2 separate regions of the Sus scrofa genome follow, and region 2 is linked to region 1. Evidence: chromatin contacts called from public Hi-C data. All regions are on one chromosome and are shown on one strand. The core of a region is the stretch at or near the end of the contact, and the rest is flanking DNA. Distances in the headings are between cores, read along the strand shown. Region 1 overlaps RAB7A (ras-related protein Rab-7a). Region 2 holds the start of RAB7A (ras-related protein Rab-7a).

What was found. A called contact is a pair of places that touch in the nucleus more often than the background predicts.
Region 2: a Hi-C map of alveolar macrophages shows a contact between it and region 1, with 2.0 times the contacts expected there. The contact joins the promoter of RAB7A here to the enhancer-like site in region 1. A contact is called at or near these places in 1 of 5 promoter capture datasets (liver), 24 of 47 Hi-C or Micro-C datasets (alveolar macrophages, blood, brain and 13 more) and 2 of 2 datasets of contacts at active chromatin or transcription factors (alveolar macrophages and skeletal muscle).

The regions. Positions count from the first base shown.
Region 1 is chr13:71,846,049-71,852,172 of Sscrofa11.1, reverse strand. All of the region lies in intron 2 of RAB7A (ras-related protein Rab-7a), which reads left to right. Among named protein-coding and RNA genes, the nearest start is that of RAB7A, 38 kb to the left of the region's middle. Within about 2 kb of position 4,827, at least 7 of the 83 cell types and tissues checked have an H3K27ac peak or open chromatin away from gene starts, as enhancers often do. A contact at or near this core is called in alveolar macrophages, where this site is marked.
Region 2 is chr13:71,882,318-71,888,827 of Sscrofa11.1, reverse strand. It overlaps RAB7A (ras-related protein Rab-7a), which reads left to right and starts at 2,070. Exons shown (of 7, transcript XM_021069433.1): 1 at 2,070-2,206.

The DNA of each region.
Region 1 (6,124 bases), core at 3,578-6,077:
CCTGTCTTAGGCGGGGGCGCCGCCCACCCGGCCCTGGTGCCAGGCCCGAGCCGAGTGCCCGCGGTCCGGCCGAGCGGCCGCTCGAGGGAGAGAGGCTCCCTGATGGCCACTGAGTCCACGGGGAGTTGGGTCACGTGTCCCGTCCTGGCCTCCGGCGCCTCTGTCTCTGGCGACGGGGAGCTTTTGTCGTAAACGCGTTATGGTGAAGCCTGAGAGAGTTTCTAAACTTAAGGTGAGATGGTGGTTGGCTACAGAGCTGTGTCTGTGTTCCGACTGCGTCGGGGCTCTCGTAATGTTCTCAGTTCGGACTGGATTCGCAAGGAAGGGTTCATAAAATTGGGAAAATGAAAATGACAGTATCAAACATTGGAGCGCTTATTGTGTGTTGGGCAGCGTGGCAAGACCTTTGCATAGATTATTGTGTTTAATTCTCAGAACAACCTTCTGAAGTAACATTGCTGTACGCATTTGTAGATAGGGAAACCGGAGATCAGAGAGGTTAAGTCGTTTGTCCAAGGTCGCACAGCTAATAACTTAGCGGAGATTTTATTCCAGGCAGTTAGACTATAGAGCACTGTTAACTTGCCTCTGGATTGTACTGCTTTCAGATGTCCCTGCAGGTTGTGATTTATCTTTTGCTGCTTGGTATCTGTCTCTCTTTCTAGTGATGTCACTTTGGAAGCCATCCCTGGTGATATTAGTTCTGCCTTAAAACCATAATATACTCCGTTTGCAGTTGTGTTTTCTAACACATCTTTTTTTGGTAGTGTAGCACCAATAAAGTGGGAGCTCTAGAACTCTATCAAAGTACTTAACTAAGGTTTGAAGATTTTTGTCACCTATGTATTTTGTCAAGTGAGTAGGCTGGCAGTACTGCCATGTGAACCTTTCCTGAACCTTCGTACTGGGGGGTCCTGCCAGTTGGTTCTTTGCTGTTGAAATACTGCATCTTTGGATTCCCAAAGAACAAGCTCTTGTCTCTGACTTGTGACTTAAGCAGCTGATGAGCCTCATGACTTCTCATCCAGGGATTAATAAAGTCTCCTGTTAGTGTGTTTCTTTCTTCAGACTTAGGAGAGTTTGTTCATGTTTGAGTCTAAGAACTGGAAAGTGAGTTGGGAGTACTTATGAAGATAACTTGTCCTGACTCCTCTGCTGTAGTCTGATGTCTTTTTTTTTTTTTCCTTTTAGATTTTGTTATTTGTCCTGGTATATGTAAATGAGTAGTAAGTGTGGTATCCTTAATGTTTGTGTAAGAGGAGCGAATGATGAGTAATTTTTTTAAATGATTTTTATTTTTTCCATTATAGCGGATTTACAGTGTTCTGTCAGTTTTCTACTGTACAACAAAGCGACCCACACACACGTGTGTATTCTTTTTCTCGCGTTATTCCCCATCATGCTTCATCACTAGTGACTGGATATAGTTCCTGGTGCTATACAGCAGGGTCTCATTGCTTATCCATTCCAAATGCAATAGTTCGCATTTATTAACTCCAGATTCCCAGTCCATCCCACTTCTTCCCTCTCCCCCGTGGCAATCAGAAGTCTGTTCTCCAAGTCCATGAGTTACTTTTCTGTGGAAAGGTTCATTTGTGCCATATATTAGGTTCCAGATATGAGTGATATCATGTGGTATTTGTCTTTCTCTTTCTGACTTCACTTAGTATGAGAGTCTAGTTCCATCCGTGTTGCTGCAAATGGCATTATTTTGTTCTTTGTTATGGCTGAGTAGTATTTCATTGTGTATATATACTACATCTTAATCCAGTCATCTGTCAGGGAACATTTAGGTTGTTTCCATGTCTTGGCTCTTGTGAATAGTGCTGTAGTGAACAAGCGGGTGCACGTGTCTTTTTCAAAGAAAGTTTTGTCCAGATGTGTGCCCAAGAGTGGGATTGATGGGTCATGTGGTAGTTCTGTATTTAGTTTTCTGAGGTACCTCCATACTGTTTTCCATAGTGGTTGTACCAATTTACGTTCCCACCAACAGTGCAGGAGGGCTCCTTTTTCTCCACATCCTCTCAAGCATTTGTTATTTGTGGACTTATTAATGATGGCCATTCTGACAGGTGTGAGGTGGTACCTGATGCTGATGAGTAACTTTTTGGTTTGCTGATAAGTAGCTTTTCATTTATTCATGAAATGTTTTGAGTATCTACTGTGTATCAGGCATTGGGCGTATTGACTCACATACATAGGCATGGTTCCTTTCCTCAAGTAATGTAGAAACGGTAAGTGATCATGGCTAGGAATTCTCTTGTGGAATGGCTTGGCTGTACATCTTGAGACTTTTTTGTAAGGAGGAGTTATTTCTCATCTCAACCAGTGCATCGGTAGTAATCCAAACAGCCCAGACAGCGCATAGTGTTATGGCCAACTTGAAGGCTTTGTTCATTTTAACAACAGTGTTTGCACAGATTGCTTTGCTTTTGAAGGGAGTTTGTAGAGGATATCGCGATTTCTAATGGATTGTGCTTTTTTTTTTTTTTTTTTTTTTTTTTGGTCTTTTGTGTTTTTGCCTTTTCTAGTGCCGCTTCTGTGGCATATGGAGGTTCCCAGGCTAAAGTTCGAATTGGAGTGTAGCCACTGGCCTCGCCAGAGCCATAGCAACACAGGATCTGAGCTGCATCTGTGACCTACACCACAGCTCATGGCAATGCCAGATCCTTAACCCACTGAGCGAGGCCAGGAATCGAACCCACAACTTCATGGTTCCTAGTTGGATTCGTTAACCACTGAGCTACTATGGGAACTCTGGATTGTGCTTTTTTTTTGAAGAGTAACCTTCAACTCTAAACTTGTTTCTCCTTTTGCCCTAGGGGCATTTTTGTTGTTCACTCAAGAGGGAGTTGGTGTGCTTGCAGATGTTGGCTGTTGCAGAGCTCTCTGAGCAAAGGCATGTTTGGCATGCTGGTGAAAATTTTTCTATGGCTGACAGAGTTTAGTTAGTGCCACCCAGTCTTAGTACCAGTATCATCCTAGTAAAACCCTTGGCCACCCCATCTCCCACAAGTCCCCTGGCTTCCCCTTCTTTAAGAGGGGATGTGCATTTTACATTTGTGGTAGAATTGTACGAGTAAACAGAAGGGTAGAGTGGAATGTAGAAGACACTCTAAAAATAGTTTATTAGTACATTCCTCCAGGTAATTGTTACTGACCACCTGGGGCAGAATTTTTTTTCTGGTGCCAACTGGGCCTACCCCCCCACCCCCGCCAAACCCCATAATAAAGAGCATAGCCTTATAGTTAAGTGTGGCTTTTTTTTTTTTTTTTTTTTTTTTTGGTCTTTTTGCCATTTCTTGGGCCGCTCCCATGGCACATGGAGGTTCCCAGGCTAGGGGTCTAATTGGAGCTGTAGCCACCGGCCTACGCCAGAGCTACAGCAACAGGATCTGAGCTGAGTCTGCGACCCACACCACAGGTCACGGCAACGCCGGATCCTTAACCCACTGAGTGAGGCCAGGGATCGAACCCGCAACCTCATGGTTCCTAGTCGTATTCCCCACTGAGCCACGACGGGAACTACAAGTGTGGCTTTTTAAAATTTTTTATTTTTACTTTTTTTGTCTTTTGTCATTTTAGGGCCACACCCGCAGCATATTTAGGTTCCCAGGCTGGGGTCTAATCGGAACTGTAGCTGCTGGTCTATGCCAGAGCCACAGCAGTGTCAGATCTGAGCCGTGTCTGTGACCTACACCACAGCTCATGGCAACCCACTGAGCAAGGCCAGAGATCCAACCCTCAACTTTATGGTTCCTGGTCAGATTCGTTTCCACTGTGCCACGACGGGAACTACAAGGTAAATGTGGCTTTGAATCTGATTCCTGCCCCAACCAACAAGTAAAGCAAAAGGTTTGTTTATGGGATTCGTTTTCAGTAAATTTCCAAAAGGATCTGCACTAATAACATTTTGCCCTTGTACTTGGCGTTAGCCTTTCTACGCAAAGGTGTGGCAAACCCAGCCCACACACGTGTGACAGTTGTTTTATGCACTGTTCCTGAGATTTGACATAAGTGTTTAACATTACTTCTGTCATAGATTGTCTAACTTTCCATCTACATAATTCAAATATGGCTGAGAAGAATTTGTCCAGATAGTGGATGGGCTTTGTAAGCAGGGTTTTCAGAGGAAGTCAGGAGTCCTCCCGAGTAAGGCCGAAAATAGTGTTTCCCCTTGGTACTGATGTCTTCCTCTGAAGGTGCCTGAAGCTCTAGGAATTAACCCCCCCTCCCCATGGTGCAGTGACTGCTTTCTGCCCACCTTTCTCTCCCTCATGAGGTGGCCATTGTACTTGAGGCATTCATTCCTCTCTTATCAGATGTGTATCTGTTAACGTGCTTCTCTGCAGTTGACTGCAACTTTTGATCTCTTCAGTTATTTGCTCTCGCATCTTCTATTTTCTGCTTTTCCCTTCCCACATATGGCATTAAACACAGAAAAAATGGTTTGAATTAATGTTTTAAAACTTCTTAATGGTGGTTGTGGTCAGTGTGATTTGTGATTCAAAGGTAAAAGTGGTGCGGTGGGTGAAATCAGAACAGGCATTTTTAGCACCGTCTCTGACTAGTTTCAATTTTAGTACTTCAGGCTGTGATTGCAAAAACAAATTTAAGAATAGCTACTTGCAGAATGTCTCCGTGGGGGTGGAAGAGAGCTTGAGAGTTGCTCCCAGTGGTGACATGCAGCATCGGTCTTGTTCCTTTGCCCAAAGATGCAGTTCTTAGTGCAGGGATCTCAAACCTTGCCAGGGCTGTTTTGGTGATGTCATCACTGCCGTGGGGATCGAATTGACTGATCATCTCTTCCGCGTCCTGGTCGCCTAGGGCTGCTTGCGTCAGTACGGAGACATCTGGGGAAGCGTGTTGGGGGAGACCTGCCACCTGACTTGGCTCTCAAGTGGATTTGCTTGTGTGCCCTTTGCGAGGCGCCCTGAGGATTTCTGGTCTCCATACCTTCTCAGGTGTAGATGCTTGCTTGCTTCTTAGTTCTGGCTTTCCTGGCTTGCCCGGCTCAGTTAGGGAACCCTTTAAAAATCACACTGTGGAGTAAATAGTTACCTCATTTGTTTCCAAGCTTTTTATGCAGTTCTTTTTTTTTCTTTATTGTGTGCAGTTCTAATTGTAAAAAATTATTTCTATTTGAGTTGTTTGAAAGTACACAACAAAGCATCTGTGAATTAACTTTTTAAAAAACTCAGTTGTAAGAGCATAGACATTATGAAAAATAGGGCCTGGTACGTTTGGCATTTAGTCAGTCTGCCAACAATGCTCTGTGTACTGACAGGTCTGGGGGGGCCCCAGAAATAACTAATCACTGGGGCAGCCCACAGGTGAGAGCCACTCCAGAGTCCTCTGACCTGTGCCATTCAGTGCACAGTTGTTAAAGAGCATTGATGTTTTGTAAAAACCTTCCTACGTAGTGCTTGTCTTTGAATGTTTTTGTGTTTGTGTAGTGCTTACAGTTTACATAGGATTTCGGTTGGTTCTCACAGCAGCCCCGCAGGCTCAGAGGGTGGCCATTTCTGTATTTCTGCCTGAGGGAGCTGAGCCTGTGCTCAGGTGGCTCAATTGCTAGAGTGCTGACCTGGGTCTGCAAAAACATAGCTCACTCTTTCTGGTGCACCAGCCTGCCTTTTTGATTATTTGTGTTTGCTGTAAAGCCCTCAGCATTTGACTCCTTTTAACAATGTGTCTGTCTTACACTATCATTCATTTAAAATATCTCTTTTGCTGATTATTATGTTTGTTTTTAAAATTTTTTTTAATTCTATTTTTATGGCTGTACCCACAGCATATGGAAGTTCCTGAGCCAGGGATTGAATCTGAGCCACAGCTTTGACCTACACCACAGCTGGAACAATGCCAGATCCTTTAACCCACTGTGCCAGGCTGGGGATAGAACCCACACCTCTGCAGCAACCTGAGATGCTGCAGTCAGGTTCTTAACTCACTGCACCACAGTGGGAACTCCTCTTTTGCTGATTATTAAACAAGTCGTTTCTTTCAAAAAAAAAAAAAAAGTGAGAAAATACATAAGTAAAAAAAGAAAAATTCAGTTCACTTACCCAGAGGAAGAACAAAAGTGTTAATTGGTTATCTTATTAAAAAAAATTTTTAGGAG
Region 2 (6,510 bases), core at 821-3,320, 39 kb before region 1:
ACGTCTGCGACCTACACCACAGCTCAGGGCAATGCCGGATCGTTAACCCACTGAGCAAGGGCAGGGACCGAACCCGCAACCTCATGGTTCCTAGTCGGATTTGTTAACCACTGCGCCATGACGGGAACTCCAAGAAAAACTTCTTAAAATGTTAAAAGAATCTGTGTCCCTGATGGCACATCATGCCCATACAAGCCTCAGATCTGCCCATCCTTGGACTACTTATTGAATGAGGTAGAGTAACACTTGTTTATTTAAACCACAATAGAAGAGTATTCTATTATCTGCAGCCAAACAGTGACAGTTGTAGGTGAATTAGGTGATCATGCTGTAAGAGCACTGTGCTCTTACATGAATGTGTCATGCTTTTTAACAAACCAGTTCCCTATTGATTGTTTCCAGGCTTTGGGTATTCAAAAAATGCTGGGTTGTCTTTTTGTCCATATGGGGCAATACACCTGTAAGATAATTTCCTAGGCCTTAGTTCTATGTTAACAGATATTGCCAGCTTGGCTTCCAATGAGGTGTAAAAACATACATTTCCACCTGTAGGTGTCACAGCGCCTGTTTTCCCCAGCCTTGCCAACGCCATCTTCCCTCAAAAGCCACATCAGGAGTTCCCGTCATGGCGCAGTGATTAACGAATCCGACTAGGAACCATGAGGTTGCGGGTTCGGTCCCTGCCCTGGCTCAGTGGGTTAACGATCCGGCGTTGCCGTGAGCTGTGGTGTAGGTTGCAGACGTGGCTCGGATCCTGTGTTGCTGTGGCTGTGGTATAGGCTGGTGGCTCCAGCTCCGATTGGACCCCTAGCCTGGGAACCTCCATATGCCGCGGGAGCGGCCCAAGAAATAGCAAAAAGACAAAAAAAAAAAAAGCCACATCAGATGGCAAAGAGAACACCAAAACTCTATGCTCATAACAACTTGGCTAGGTGGCCAGGACAGGGATCCTCTCTGCCCTAGCTTCATAGGTAAGTAAAAGACTGCCAAGGATAAGGGACCTACTTTTCCCAAGTTGTCTCCATTTTTGAGGCTGGATTAAGGCTTACTGTGGTAGCTGTGGTAACTGCTCAGTGTGTTGTAGCAATTATCATCATTACTATCATCCCAGATTCCCATTTTTCAGGCTGAAAGCCATTTCCTCACTTTTGGTGCAGAAGGGACAAAGATGCTTCTCGGTGCCTCCAGCCCATTCCCTCTGGTACTCCCCCTCTTCTTCCCTACCTCATCTCTTTCCTCCCCTGAGGGGCCTGGCCTTAGAAGCCCCAGTGTCTGTCCCAGGAGGCTGCAACAACTATGAGGGTTGGGCTCCGTTACTTTACCACCTTTTTTGCACACACCTGACAGGGAGAATGTGTAGCAGTTACAGTTAGTCAATCTCTCACCCCAAACTGTCCCCAATACCAGCTATTGGGGGACTTTGAGCCTTCCTCCCTGTCCTCACCTGTAAAACGAGCCTCATAGGGTTGTAGACCAAGTGGTACACATGCTGTAAGGGGTTGCTGTTCTTACTATTACGAGTGGGTAAGAAACGGAGATTTAAGGAGATACTGTGATTGGAAAACTCAGTCCTTGCAATTGCCCTGCCCATTAGATAACGTCACCCCATTTTATATAAAGGAGGGACCTCCGGGCCACCTCCACTAAGGTTGAATGGGGAGGGCAAGGTGGACGCTGTTTTCTCATCTGTAAATGGCAACAACAGCACGGGCCTTTCCGACACGGTGACTAACAGATCACCGAGCCCATCAAGCCATGCTGGCTCAGCACACAGCGCCCGCGCCAATGCCAATACACACGTTCCCAGGCCACCGCAGCCGCGCCCCAGCTCGGCTCACAGGTCCGGGCCACGCCCCCCGAGAAGACCCGGAAGCAGAGTCCCCCCGCAGGTCAAAGCTGGCGATGCTGCTCCTGTACCGCCGCCAGAGGGCATGAGCGCGGCCTTTGTTGGCTTGCACCTCGCCAGTTACGTCAGCGGCCGGTCGCGGAAATAGAGGGGTTTGCCGTACAAAATGGCGGCTGCCTATGGGGCGGTTCGGAACGCTGAGAAGCTGTTCTGTTTCTGGGACACGCGGCGATCCTGGCGTAGGGCTTGCAGCAGGCTTCTAGCCAAAGACGGCTCCCGCGGAATTTCCCGGCGCCTTTGTTGTCAGTAAGCGGCAGAAGGCACAAGATGGAGGCGTTGGCTGGGCGGCCGGAAATGAAAGTGAGCGGCGGCGTGTTTCCCTCCCCACCCGGCTCCCCCGCCCTCAGAGCGCCTCGTTGGGCCGCGAAGTCAGCAGTGACCCGGGGTCTGAGCTATGTCCCTCCTTTCTGAGGCGTGACCTGCCGCGAAAGGTACAGAGTGAGAAGCCGAGCCCAGGAAGTGTATGGGGGCCCACTGTTGCGGGCTTGGTGTTTTCCTTTAAGACTCACGGGGCCTCGGTCTCCTCGAGCGAAGACGCAAATCCCGAAACGTTCCATTGGGAACGACATGTGTAAGGCTCAGTGCGGGGCTCCAGGTTCGCAGGTTTTCTTCTCTGGCCGCGGGGTCGCCTCAGAGTGACGCTTAACCCAGGAGGCCTGCCGGGAGGTGGGGCGGCGGAGCGGGCTGCCTCTGAGCACAGCGTCGGGTCGGAGACCCTTTGCTTATTTAATTAATGTGAAACACATCCTGTGTAAGTTTAAAAAACACTTAATATCGGTGATATACACACAGCGTGGAACTTAACCATCTTAGTCGCTTTCGAGTGTGCAGTTCAGTGGCATTAAATACATCGCGTTGCTCTGTGATCAGGCTCTATATAAGTTCATTTTGCCGAAGACCGAAGCTCTGTACCCTTGAAAGGGTACCTCCACATTTGTCCCTCCCCAGTCCCTGGCAACCACCGTTCTTTCCTCATACAGGAGGCCTGGAGTGTTTGTCCTTTTGTGACTGGTGTGCATCACTGAGCATAAAGTCTTCAAGGTTCACTCGCGCTGTAGCACGCTCCTTTCTTTTTCAAGGCAGGTTGATGTTCTGTGGTTTTCACGAGCCCTGAAGGGTAGCGGAATAGCCACCCCAAGTGTGCCAACTTGGCACGCGGGTTGCTTTGAGCCAAAGGCAGTCAGTATCCAGCAATATGAGGGAAAGCCTGTAGCTCTCCCTTAACTGCCTAAAAGAATTTAAATAAGGACCAGACCAGAAAAAGCAATTACCAGAGAGAAACTTTTCTATCTAAAAGACTTACTTGGGGAGTTCCCGTCGTGGCGCAGTGGTTAACGAATCCCACTAGGAACCATGAGGTTGCAGGTTCGGTCCCTGGCCTTGCTCAGTGGGTTAACGATCCGGCGTTGCCGTGAGCTGTGGTGTAGGTTGCAGACGCAGCTCGGATCCCGCGTTGCTGTGGCTCTGGTGTAGGCCGGCGGCTCCAGCTCCGATTCGACCCCTAGCCTGGGAACCTCCATATGCCGCAGGAGCGGCCCAAAGAAATAGCAAAAAGACAAAAAATAAATAAATAAATCAAAATAAAATAAAATAAAAGACTTACATGCATGGCAGGACAAACATCTAATCACCAAGCCTCTGCCCTGCTCTTCTCTTCTTGTGAGTGGCCCTCCTCCCCTCTGAAGCTCCAGCCCCAACCCTTCCCTCAGCTCAGGAGGGCAGATAAGCCTCACTTGCCTGACTACCTTCTTATTTTTATAGGGCTCCCATACATATGAAATTAAGTTGGTTCCTTGCCTATTAATCTTTTTTATGACAATTTAACCATTAGACTAGCCAAAGAAATTAGAAAAATAGAAGGAAAATTTTTCCACCCTGACACCGCATTTTATTTATTCATCTGTTCGTAGACACCTGGTTTGCTTCTACTGTTTGCTACTGTGAATAACTCTGTGAACATAGGATGGACACACATTTTTACATGAACTAATATCCAGTAGGGTTGCAGAGAGGAGAGTATGATTTACATATTTAAATTTGATGAGGTAATTTTGAATCATAAATGAAACATTAAGCTGTTTACAAGATCACTATAAGATTTTAAATGTAGTCAGTCATTGTGCATTATGGGCCATGGCGTAGCCTGGTGATGGGACATGGATTTAAGGTGCTGTGGTGATTGTGGACCTCCCTTCAGCCCTGCCAGCAGGCTTGGGGGAATTTTGTGGATAATCTTACTTAGAGATGGCATCGAAAACCTAAGGAGTAGGTGCACAAATATAGGAATCAAAGATCCATAACAAAGGATTGTGAAGTGACATTTTGGAAGCATCTAAGGCCTGATTTATTCATATGTGAGGCGTGGGAAATTATGGTATTCGTCTTAAGGGGTTATTGTGGGGATAGCAGAGTCATGGTGGATAAAAGGCTCACCTGGCCAGTAATAAATGTTGGCCATGGTGTCTGTGGACATAAAAAAATGTTCATAGTGTGCAATTAATTTTTTTTTTTTTTTTTTGGCTGCACCCAAGGCATATGGAAGTTCCCTGGCCAGGGATTGAATCTGTCACCAAAGCATCAGACCGACCCTGCCCACCCACCCCCACTGCAGTGACAACTGCACCACATGAGAACTCCCTGCAATTAATTTTTAAAAGGCAGTACATCTGGGTGAAGGGTACATGGGGATTCTTTTTACTATCTTTGCAACTTTTCTGTTTATGTCAAAATAAGTTTAAAAAACACATTAAAATAGCATGTAAAATGGAAAACAATTTTGAGGAAAAATTTTTGCCCACAAAAAAGACTTGATATTTTTATATCAAACATGCTAATCATGGAGTTCCTGTGTGGCTCAGCAGTAATGAATCCAACTGGTATCCATGAGGACTCAGGTTGGATCCCTGGCCTTGCTTAGTGGGTGAAAGGATCCAGTATTGCCATGAGCTATGGTGTAGGTTGCAGACTCGGCTTGGATCTGGCCTTGCTGTGGCTGGATTTAGGCTGGCACCTGCAGCCCAGATTCCACCCCTAGCCTCGGAACCTCCATATGCTGCCTGTGTGGCCCTAAAATGACAAAAAAAAAATGCCAATCATGGTTGTTTCTGGGTGGTAGAATTACATATTTCCCCCTCCCTTGGTATTTTCTTGAAGTGTTTTTTGTTATGTGCATGTATCAGTTTTATAATTATGGAGGAAAAAAACACTAGTATATAGTTAAATAAAAACCTTAGTCTAGGAGTTCACTTACAATGGAGCAGGTTAAGGATCCAGTGTTGTCACAGCATTTGCCTTAGTTGTAGCACAAGTTTGATACCTGGCATGGGAACTTCCACATGCTGTGGGCGTGGCCCCCAAAAAGATTAGATTGAATTAAAAATAAACTTAGTTTAACAGTTATCTAATAATTATCTAATAGAAACATCTGAGACTTTTTATGAAATTCGGTACCATCCAAACAGCCCCTGACTTCCTTGAAAGGCCATGGCATCAGGGCAGGATGGGTGGAAACATGGTCTCACTGTTGGGTGGATCCTTTCTTCAAGACTGACAATGTCACACTTCAGAACCAAATCAGATGCTTAGAATAATGAGCAGTTCAAGGTTTGAAAGATCTTTAACAGTCTTCGAATCCCACTTCGTGGTGCTCTGGAGGTCTCCCTCCCTCTCCAGGGTCCTGTCTCTGCCTGCATTGCTCAAGGAGCAAAGTGCTCCCTGACTCACAGGGGCCCTGTTCCTTTGTGGAAGGCTCTTAACAGGCAGGAGGTCTTTCCTCATTTGAAGTCCATGTCTGATCCCTTGGTCTTATTCTCATAGTTGTACAGAGTATGTTGGTGTCCCATCCAGGACCGTCAGTGAGGGACTTGAAAAGTGTGCACACTGGGAGTTCCCATCATGGCTAAGTGGTTAACGAACCCGACTAGTGTCCACAAGGTGATCCCTGACCTTGCTCAGTGGGTTAAGGATCCAGCGTTGCCATGAGCTGTGATGTAGATTGCAGACGTGGCTCGGATCCTAAGTGTGCTGTGGCGTAGGCCAGCAGCTACATCTCTGATTTGACCCCTGGCCTTGGAACTTCCATATGCCACTGGTGGGGCCCTAAAAAGACAAAAAACAAAAACAAAAAACAAAAAACCCCAAAAAAAACTGCACCCTGAACTTTGTATGACCAGTTCATTTCCAGCCCCGATCTTTCCCCAGGGTCCAGACCCACACTTCCTGCTCTCCTTGTTCTCTGTGATTTTCTGTCCTGCCACCACCTCAGACTCAGCATTTCCAAAGCATGACTCTTCTTTCTTAACCAGGACCCAAGAATAATGCATGTATTTGTTTGTCTCTGCTACAAGTGACAAATTAGGGCTTCATTTTTCTCTTTTGTAAGAGAAGTTTAGATTTATGCTAGTGTGGCTGTCTCATGGTGCCATCAAGAACGCAGACTCTTACCTTTTCATAGAAAACACAACCCATAGTGCCTTAGCCAAACATAGATTTCCCTTTTCTTATGGATCCAGAAGTTCTGAAAAGTACACTCAATCCGTGAAGCCATTAGGAGCTGAAATACTGTTAGGCTTTTGCTCAGTCATCCTTACACTGCGATTTTTGTT